2 separate regions of the Macaca mulatta genome follow, and region 1 is linked to region 2. The links are chromatin contacts, called in public Hi-C maps. All regions are on one chromosome and are shown on one strand. The core of a region is the stretch at or near the end of the contact, and the rest is flanking DNA. Distances in the headings are between cores, read along the strand shown. Region 1 holds the start of B3GNT8 (UDP-GlcNAc:betaGal beta-1,3-N-acetylglucosaminyltransferase 8). Region 2 holds the start of BCKDHA (branched chain keto acid dehydrogenase E1 subunit alpha).

Region 1 (5,406 bases), core at 132-2,631, 34 kb before region 2:
ATGACCTCACCAGGGGCAGACACCTTGAAAGTGGTTGTCCATTCTTTTTTTTTTTTTTCTTAATTAGAGATAAGATCTCACTATGTTGCCCAGGCTGGTCTCAAACTCCTGGGCTCAAGTGATCCTCCCCTCTTGGCCTCCCAGAGTACTGGGATTATAGGGGTGAGCCACTGTCCCACCCCAGTTTTTTTTCTCATGGCCAGCTCTTACACAGAAATAACGGATACACCCCTTTCTTCTTAAGACTCACCACAAGCGCCCCTTGCTGCCTCTAGACCCATAAATACCTAGGGTCAAATCGGCTTGCTCCAGGTAGACAGGTGCCAGCTTTTACACGATGAGAATGACAAGGCTTCGCAAATATACAGAGTCAGAAACTTGGGGAATGCATGCAGAAGTGGATTTTAAGCATGTGACACCAATGAGGGTGGATGTAACACTAGCTCAGGCCAAATTTACTGGCATCAGTGCGCTTTCCAGAGCTTCTGGATTTCATGGGTTACCTTGTGCAGCTGGACGTGGTTCTAATAGCTTGCTTGGGTACCTAACCGGAACTTGGATCCAACAGTGGCCTAAAGTTAATGAGGCAGAGAGACCAGAACTGCCCTAGCGTAAGATGGATGAGGGGAGTCCCAAGGCTTGGGGAGATGGAAGTGTTGGATTGGAATGATCATGTTCCACCAGCATGTCCACCCTCCAACCATGTTCCCCAAGAAGGCACCCCTTACTGGCCAATCCCATGGTAGAGTTAATCATTCTGTATATTGAACTTTCCCTATTCCCATTCCTGTGTGGTTTCTCTCTCCTTATTGGACCCAGGCTGAGGCACATGGCAAAGGCAAAAAGAAAGGCACCCTCCGAAGCTTCCTTTTTTTTTTTTTTTTGAGACGGAGTCTCGCTCTGCCGCCCAGGCTGGAGTGCAGTGGCCAGATCTCAGCTCACTGCAAGCTCTGCCTCCCGGGTTCACGCAATTCTCCTGCCTCAGCCTCCCAAGTAGCTGGGACTACAGGCGCCGCCACCTCGCCCGGCTAGTTTTTTGTATTTTTAAAGTAGAGACGGGGTTTCACCGTGTCAGCCAGGATGGTCTCGATCTCCTGACCTCGTGATCCGCCCGTCTCAGCCTCCCAAAGTGCTGGGATTACAGGCTTGAGCCACTGCACCCGGCCCCTCCGAAGCTTCCTAATGCTTCCAGGAAGAGCAGCGCCCCCTGCCCCCAGAAGCTAGATGAGCCCAGGGGTCTGGAGTCCCTCTCTCCCAGCCCCAGGGTAGAGTGAACTTGCAGACTCCCTCAGGAGGTGCTCGGGCTCCTGCCCCCAGCCCCTAGCTGTCATTTCCCACTCCAGCTATTATTCCATTAACATTCACCACTTCCTCCCCACTCTCTTCCTCCAGCTGTTCCCACAGGCTCCATTATTCAAACTTGGGGGGAGGAAATCAGGGCTGGACAGATCAACTGCTGCTGCTGACAGACTGGGTTCCTGCCATGATGGGGACAGGCCTGCCCCCAAACAAGGGTGGAGTGAAGGGGTCAGCCCAGGCTTAGTGGGAGCCCCTTAGTCCCACCCCATGTCTTGGGAGGTCTTTAGAGAGCTGATGCAGTACCAACAGCAGGGACCTCTGGAGGGCAGGGATGCAAACACAGGCAGACACCCTCTCCTGCCCCAGGGAGCTGGATGTGAGTGTTCCCAGAGTCACAGCGCCCCTGGGGGAGGGGCGGGGCCCAGGGCGAGGCTGGCTCCAGGGCTGGAGGTTGGGGGTAAGGTAGGAACGGATTCCCACCCTGCTGGCAGGCAGCCCGGGTGGAGGAGGTACAGGGGGTCAGCTTAGCTCCCGGGGTTCCCTGTGGGCCCCACCCTGTCACCCTCTATTGCCCTTGAAGCTCCAGTCTTTTCCTCTCCTGTTCTTCCCCTTGGCTCCCTCTCCGCCACTCACTCCCCAGGTCTGGCTCAGAAGCCTGAGTCCCTCCCCTCTGCCCTCCACCTGCCTCTCTCAAACTCTCTTTCCCCCGTGAGCACCCCACAGGGCTTCCGCAACCCCTTATCTTTCTCGGATCTCCATTTCCCTCCCCCTCTCCCTCCTGGCCACCTTCCCACTTTTCCTGTCTTCTCTCTCTCCCCCTCAGCTCTCTCCATCGCCTGTCTCACCCCAGTTCTCCTCTCTCTGCTCCCGGGCCGTCCCTTCCCTCTCCACAATGTCTCTGTCTCTCCTCCTCCTCACCAGCCCCTTCCCCCTCCACCCTGACTGGGCAGCCACAACAAACATCCCTCTCTCTGGCGGGCCCGCCGATCCCTTCCCACTCAGCACATTCACTGCCGCCTCCTGGCCATGGGCGCCGCCGGGTGCCAGCCTCTCAGCCTCCCCATCTCTGCCTCAGTGGGACCCTGCCTCACCCTGGTCACTCTGACACTCCCCAGCCCAGGCCCAGCCCTCAGTCTCACCCTCCCTGGTACCCCCTCCCTCCCCAGGCCCTGGTTCTCCCCTCCTAGGCCTCGCAACGCCCCCGTCTTGTTTCTGTGGCTGCCCCCTGCACCCTTCCCAGCTGTCTTACCAGAAACCAGCCCTAACACGCCAGAGCTCCATCTCTCAGGTCGGCCTCCTGCCCTCCTCCCTCCCTCCCTCCCTTCTGCCTCAGCCCCGCCCCGGCCCCTGGGGCCCTCCCTGCTCCCGCTCCGCTCCCCTCCCCGCCCCTCTGGACTGGCTGGGCAGGGCTGGGCCTGGCCGGTCGACAACGCAGGGGCTGGGGCAGGCAGATCAGAGGGAGCTGAGGCCTGACCTGAGGCCAGCACCCGGAGCTGGTGGGAGCCAGACCCAGAGGTAAAAAGGCGTGGGATCCCTGGTTCCCCTGTCCCTGGGGTGGGGATGTTGCGGGAGGCACGCTGGGTTTCTAACCCCAGGGAGCTAGGAATCGTGCTCCTGATTTCCTGGTGAGGGCGATAAATGGAGGGAGAGGGAGGAGATAGACGGCAGGGTCCCTTGTCCTGGATGGAGACAGGGAAGAGGTAGACCCTTGGGCTCTTAGGAAGGTGGAAACATTTGGACGGAGTGGGAAGAACAGGGTGCTGGAATGGGATTGGAATGGGGGATTCCTAGGTCTAGGAATAAGGACCAACGGGGTCCCTGGGTCAGGGGAGCTGTTTAGGATCTGGGACTGAGAGAAGCTGTTACGGGGGTTGGCAGGGACTATGGGAGATTGTGAAGCTGTCTGCCTGGGCCCTGGCTGGGCCCTCTCTGGAGGCCCATCCCCACACCCCAATGGCCTCCGTGGCTCCCCTGTGGCTCCCTTGTAGCTCCCGCGGCCGCCCCTTCCCTGGGCCAGGTCATGCGCTGCCCCAAGTGCCTTCTCTGCCTGTCAGCACTGCTCACACTCCTGGGCCTCAAAGTGTACATCGAGTGGACATCCGAGTCCTGGCTCAGCAAGGCCTACCCCAGCCCTCGGGGCACCCCGCCAGGCCCCACGCCAGCCAACCCCGAGCCCACCCTACCTGCCAACCTCTCCGCCCGCCTGGGCCAGACTGGCCCGCTGCCCTTCGCTTACTGGAACCAGCAGCAGTGGCGGCTGGGGTCCCTGCCCAGTGGGGACAGCACTGAAACGGGGGGCTGCCAGGCTTGGGGGGCCGCCGCCGCCGCCGAGATCCCTGACTTCACCTCCTACCCCAAGGACCTCCGTCGTTTCCTGCTGTCAGCAGCCTGCCGGAGCTTCCCACAGTGGCTGCCTGGAGGTGGTGGCGGCCAAGTCTCCAGCTGCTCGGATACTGATGTCCCCTACCTGCTGTTGGCCGTCAAGTCAGAACCAGGGCGCTTTGCAGAACGACAGGCCGTGAGGGAGACGTGGGGCAGTCCAGCTCCAGGGATCCGGCTGCTCTTCCTGCTAGGGTCTCCGGTGGGTGAGGCAGGGCCTGACCTAGACTCACTAGTGGCCTGGGAGAGCCGTCGCTACAGTGACCTGCTGCTCTGGGACTTCCTCGACGTCCCATTCAACCAGACGCTCAAAGACCTGCTGCTGCTGGCCTGGCTGGGCCACCACTGCCCCGCCGTGAGTTTTGTCCTGCGAGCCCAGGATGATGCCTTTGTGCACACCCCTGCCCTGCTGGCTCACCTGCGGGCCCTGCCACCTGCCTCGGCCCGAAACCTCTACCTGGGTGAGGTCTTTACGCAGGCCATGCCTCTCCGGAAGCCAGGAGGACCCTTTTACGTGCCCGAGTCCTTCTTCGAAGGTGGCTACCCAGCCTATGCAAGCGGGGGTGGCTACGTCATTGCCGGGCGCCTGGCACCCTGGCTGCTGCGGGCGGCAGCCCGTGTGGCACCCTTCCCCATTGAGGACGTCTACACTGGCCTTTGCATCCGAGCCCTGGGCCTGGTGCCCCAGGCCCACCCAGGCTTCCTCACAGCCTGGCCAGCAGACCGCACTGCGGACCACTGCGCTTTCCGCAACCTGCTGCTAGTACGGCCCCTGGGCCCTCAGGCCAGCATTCGGCTCTGGAAACAACTGCAAGACCCAAGGCTCCAGTGCTGACTCTCGGTGGGGAGGGCGGAGGTGCTGACCTGGCCCGGGCCCTGGCCTGGGCCTCTGGGGCCTGCCCCTGGCTCAGCCCCTCCTTCCAGGTCTTGATGGGAGGGAGGAGGGCCTAGAAGCTGGACAACTTAAGCCACTCCTTGGCCTCCCCAGCCAGGGGCCTGGGCGGGAAAGATGGGCTGGTGGGCTGTTTTTGCCTACTTTTGTTTTTGAAAAACATGCACTCCCCACTCTGAGGCCTGGGGTTGTTTTTTCACTGTGGGGCCCTGGAGTGGTGGGGAGCAGGGCTTGGCCACACCCTGACCTTCATCCTGGACGCTCCCCTGCACCCTTGCTGGGCAGGGCTAGCTCTGCTGGGCTCCCCGTCACTCTGCTGGACAGCAGACTTGCCCCATTCTGTGAGAGAGCAGGAGACCATCTCTGGAGGATCCCCCCACCCCCATCCTGTCTGCTGGAGCTAACCTTCCAGCTTGCGAAAGCTTCCGGGGGAAGTAGGTATCTCAAGGGCCTTGACCTTATTTATCTAAGGTGGAGAAGCTGGGGGTGGCCTCAAATCACCCCCAAACTCCAGGAAACAGAGACCAGAGGTGGTAGAGAGCCAGGCGCAGAGATGCAGTTTATTCGTGACCTCTGCTGGCCACTCGCACCTGCGCAAGTTCCACAGGCTGACCTGCCATGTCCACCCCATACCCAGAGGGGCTTCTAGTCCTGTACACCCCCTCACCCAGCCCCTGGGAGAAGGCACTGTAACAACAGGTGAAAAGGGGGCTGACGGAGCCCCAGCAACTGCAGCAGATCCTATCCCCCGACAATGTAACAGCCTGGAGGAGCAGGGGTGAAGAGCGGCAGCCGCCCGGGCCGCCGAGTGTTTTAGAGGGAGCTGACTGGGGAAG
Region 2 (5,016 bases), core at 1,109-3,608:
CCAAGATTACACCACTGCACTCCAGCCTGGGCAAGAGAGCGAAACTCTGTCTCAAAAAAAAGGAAAAGAAAAAGAAAAAAAAAAAAAAAGAAAAAGAAAAGAGAGAAAGAGGTACAGAAAGAAAGAGAGCAACAAAAGAGAAGAGACAAGACGAGACAAGACAAGAAAAGAAAAAGGAGAGGGGAGGGGAGGAGGAGAGGAGAAGAGAAGGAGAGGAAAGAAAGAAGAGAGAAAGAACAGGTGGGAGAAATAAAGGGGAAAAAACAATAACTCTAAGATAATACAAATTTAAAGATATATTAAAAAATTAAAAGTAGGGACTTCTTCCCTCCCCATTCCTCACCACAAATGAAGGAGGGGAAGCAAGAGGAAAGGTAATCAGGAGATTGAGACAGGAGAGAAAGATTTAATCAGCCTTAAATGACCTTTCCCTACCCTGCCCCAGTCCTGCCCACTTCCCGCCCCAGTTGCCCAGCCAATAGGCTCCTGGGACTGAGATCAGCGGTGGAGGATATGAACTGCTCCAAAAAAAAAAAAGTGAAAAGGTCTCCAGCCCAAAGGCAGGAGACTGCCCTACCCACATCTTGCTCCTGCAGCCCTTCTGCATTTACCTGTTTCAAGTGACTCCATTCCTAGATACCTACTACGTCCTACTCCTGGCCCATCCTCTTCACCCTCCTCCCGTTTGTCCCCCTACCCAGAGCTTCTTTCTACAGATTCCATCTTCTCCTCCTTATGGATTGGGGATCAGAGGATCAGACTCAACCTCACAAGATCTTTTAAGATTTTTTTCCGCAGGGCCTCACCAGTCCAGGCCTTCCCAAGGTCACCCTTTTCTTCTCCCCATCTCCAACGTCAGTTTCTGTCCTTTCCCTCTACCCTCACTATCAACAATGACCAACATTCCTATTGCCCTTATGATGTGCCAGGTCCAGTCCTTAGCATTTTACATATTAATTTTTCACAGTCCTATGAGGTGGCCACTGTTAATATTTTAGAGAGGGAAATTAGGTCCATAGATCCAGAGAGGTGCAGTCCGTTGCCCAATACACAAGTGGAAAGTGGCAGAGCAAGGACATGAACCCACCCATGTAACCACTACTCTCCTATCTGTCAAATGTAGTTCAAAGCTCTTCTGCAACCCCTTGCCTCTCCCCCTCTAAAGAGAGGCTTCCACCCAGGTTTTTTGCAGTGTAATTTTGACAGCATCCACCTGAAGGGATTGTGACCCTTTTGACAAGAAACAAAGCCTTCTCAAGTGTTTCTAAGAAATGTGGGCAAAGTGCCCTATCTGTACCTCTGTCCCTCCGTTTTTCCCCTCATTAACTCAACAAATATTAATCATCTCCTCTGTACAGTGTCCAGAACACACGAGTTCCCTGTCTTGATATTCGATCAGGAGACACAGGAACCAAACAAAATTTTTACACAATTCATTTTAAAATCAGAATTGTGGCAAAGGAGCAAAGAAATACAAGGCCCTATGCAGCCTGCGATAAGGGGACTTGCTCTCTTCTTTCTTCTTCTTGAAGAGGGATCTTTGCCCAGAAGAAAGTCTCTCCTTTATAAAGTCAGTTTCATTCTCCAAAGCCTGAGGGAAAAGGTCTCGCGGTCTTCCCCTGTCCCTCCAAGGAACCTCCCCTGAATACGAGTGGCAGTTAATAAGGAACCCCCGGCCGGGCGCGCTGGCTCACGCCTGTAATTCCAGCACTTTGGGAGGCCGAGGTGGGCGGATCACGAGGTCAGGAGATCGAGACCATCCTGGCTAACACAGTGAAACCCCGTCTCTACTAAAAATGCAAAAAAAAAAAATTAGCCGGGGGTGGCGGCGGGCGCCTGTAGTCCCAGCTACTCGGGAGGCTGAGGCAGGAGAACGGCGTGAATCCGGGAGGCAGAGCTTGCAGTGAGCTGAGATCCGGCCACTGCACTCCAGACTCCGCCTCAAAAACTAACTAAATAAATAAATAAGGAACTCCCATCCCTCTCTTCAAGTCGTCTCCCTTCCTCAGGGCCCACAAAGAAGTTGCAAACGGGTTTTGTCCTCTCCTGAAGAAGTGGAAGTTCTTTTCTTCTAAGGAAGTGGCAGATCTTCCCTTCGGTGTCTTCTCCAAGGGGTCTCCCACTCTTTTTCCCTTCTGTGACAGCCCTTCCTTCATATCCTTCAGGGACCCCACACTCTGAAGATAGCCTTTACATCCCTAATCCCCTTTGGGAAAACCCCCTGGGGCCCAGGTACTCACAGATCTAGCCAGTCCCCGAGCCCCAGGCCGCCACAGCAGCAAGAGGGCAGCCTGGCTCAGGCCTCGGTTTGGCCGCCAGACCCTCGCCGCAGCGATCGCTACCGCCATCTTGGCTAGCAACCACTCAGCGGTAGGGCACTCACGTAGGCTAGATTCGGGGCTGCCCCTTTATGTGCCTGACACAAACTCCAGCACCATCTGACAAGAAAATCACCTTCTTCCCATTCTGTTGTAGATAGAATGCACAGAGATTTGGAGAAGAAAACCTATCTACCCAAAATTTTCCCCAGTCGCCTCATTGTAGTTACTCCTGTAACAGGCAAAGAAGAGGGCAACCTGACCACGGCCTCAGGGATTTAGGGCCCGGGGGCCCAGAGTAAAACAGGTCACTGCCAAGGCCTGCCTCCTGTTCTCAACTGTCCAATGGCGTTGCCAGAGTTAGGAGGTGGGACTGGGCGGAGCCAGATTGTTGGTAAACGCTAAGCCACGTGCGGACGCCAGGACTGACGGCCGAGCCCAGCGCGTGCGCAATGGTTACGCAGAGTGTTCGCAGCGCGCGCTGCCGGGCGGAAGTGATAATCGCAGCCGCACGTGGGGTCGGCGCGATGGAGGAGGAGATGCATACTGACGCCAAAATCCGCGCTGAAATTGGAACAGGGTGCAGCCCTCGGGGTCCCGGCTGCAGCCTCCGGCACTTTGCCTGCGAACAGAACCTGCTGTCGCGGCCAGATGGCTCTGCTTCCTTCCTGCAAGGTAAGAACTTACCCAGGTCTTTTGGAGAGGGACTACCATGTACCGTGCAACGGAGTGCCCATCTCCCCATGATACCAGCTGGTAAATGTCACTCCTGCGTTGATACATGATTTCTTGTCCGATTGAATACTACTACATACGCAGGGATACATACATCTCTCCCTCACGACTAGAAAGGAGAAGATAGCTCCATCTTTGTAAATATGTCTGAGAATGACAGGCGGGGCAGACCGTCCCCGCAAGAATTGATATTTCAGAATAGGGAAAATCACCTCACCAGGGTAAATATCGCCCTTAACTAGGTTCCTCCTCCTCACCCCCGCCCCCGCCCGCCCCACACACACGCCCGCTAGGTCCTTGCATCCCGGACTGACGCAAACCTGTCAATTTGCATACTCTGGACTGTGGCGGATCTTTCACCCACGTAAATACTCCTCAAATTGAAGATAATGTCACTGCCCTGGGTTGAAAAATACATCCCCACCGCTACCTCACTGCATCTCTCCACAGGAGTAAATATCCCTAAGATTAGGGCAAGTCTTACCTATAGGGCAAATATCCCCTTCCCCTAGCTAAATAACTCTCAGAACCAGATTAACTCCAAGAATATTTCTCTTTAACGTTTGAGACAGGAGGCTGGGCACAGTGGCTCACGCCTGTAATCCCCACACTTTGGGAGGCCAAGGCGGGTGGATCACCTGAGGTCAGGAGTTCGAGACCAGCCTGGCCAACATGGCGAAACCCCGACTCTACTAAAAGTACAAAAATTAGCCAGGCATGGTGGTGGGCGCCTGTAATCCCAGCTACTGGGGAGGCTGAGGCAGGAGAATCTCTTGAACCCAGGAGGCAGAAGTTGCAGTGAGCCAAGATTGTGCCATTGTACTCCAGTGTGCACGACAAAACAAGATAATGTCTCAAAAAAAAAAAAAAAATTTTGAGACAGGGTCTCACGATGTTGCCCAGGTTGGTCTTGAACTCCTGGACTCAAGCAGTCCTCCTCCCAAAGTGCTCATATAGGTACCAGCCACCACGCCCAGCCCCAATACATTTTAACAAAATCTGGCTGCTGTGTTGATTGTGGGGAGTATGGGGGAAAACAGGGAGGTGATGGTGGCTCCAGCCAGAACAGGAGTAGTGGAGGTGATGAGATTCTGGATGTAGTTTGAAAGTAAAACGGACAAAACTTACCTATAGTTTGGTTTGAGTGCGAGGAAAAAGAGTCAGGCATAACTAAGGTTTCTGCCCAGATCTGTACAAGTCTGGAAATCAGGAGAGAGACCCAAGCTGGACATAGGCAATTTGGAACTCTCTGGCTGTATATATGGTATTTCAGCCTATTGACTGAACGAAGTCAGTGTAGATGGAAAAGAGGTCCCAGGACCAAGCCCTAGGCCTTCCAACTTGAGCAGTCAGGGACTTGTGACAAGCAAGCTAAAGGAGACTCAGAAGGAACGCCCAGAGACTTAGGGGGAAACCGGGAGAGGGTGGTGACCTGGGGCCAAGAGAAGAGCGTGTCTGAGATGTGAGGGCTGACAGCTGTTTCGGCCTTACTGACAGCCGGGTCAATGGAGGGTTGATCATTTGGAGGTCAGTGGTGACGATGTTGAGCTGCCGCAGTGGAGTGGTGGGGTCACAGGAAAGGAAGAATAGACAGCTGTTCAGGAGTTTTGCTGTAAGAGGATCAGATAAGTGGGGCAGGAATTGAAGATGGTTGTGGGGTCAACAGGGGAGAGAATTGCTGGAGCCACGTCTTGAAGAAGGTGAGAGGGGAGGGACTCTTGTGCTCAGGCGAAACACAGGCAGTTCATCTGGAGCCAGAGGCGAGTTCTATTTTGGTTTCTCCAGTCCTCAGGGCAGTTTTTCCTGGAACTAAGCACACCTTCCGTGTAAGGGCAAATTGGGCATCCCAGGAAATACCGCCTTAACCAGGGACCTTCCCGGACCCTCCCTCAGGCTTAGCACTTATGCTGAATTGAGATACCTCAAGTTTCTTCGAACCTAAGAATTAAGAAGGGGCCGGGCG

The links. A called contact is a pair of places that touch in the nucleus more often than the background predicts.
Region 1: a contact with region 2 is called in a Hi-C map of cortical neurons, with 2.3 times the contacts expected there. The contact joins the promoter of B3GNT8 here to the promoter of BCKDHA in region 2. A contact is called at or near these places in 3 of 14 Hi-C or Micro-C datasets (blood, cortical neurons and fetal cortex germinal zone).

What each region holds. Positions count from the first base shown.
Region 1 is chr19:52,574,444-52,579,849 of T2T-MMU8v2.0, reverse strand. It overlaps B3GNT8 (UDP-GlcNAc:betaGal beta-1,3-N-acetylglucosaminyltransferase 8), which reads left to right and starts at 1,381. Exons shown (of 3, transcript XM_015124102.3): 1 at 1,381-1,514; 2 at 2,540-2,814; 3 at 3,288-4,749. The coding sequence starts at 3,320. The coding sequence ends at 4,513. BCKDHA (branched chain keto acid dehydrogenase E1 subunit alpha) reads right to left here. Exons shown (of 7, transcript XM_077983049.1): 7 at 5,105-5,406.
Region 2 is chr19:52,541,726-52,546,741 of T2T-MMU8v2.0, reverse strand. It overlaps BCKDHA (branched chain keto acid dehydrogenase E1 subunit alpha), which reads right to left and starts at 2,358. Exons shown (of 7, transcript XM_077983049.1): 1 at 2,241-2,358. The coding sequence starts at 2,348. EXOSC5 (exosome component 5) reads left to right here and starts at 2,781. Exons shown (of 6, transcript XR_013410724.1): 1 at 2,781-2,993.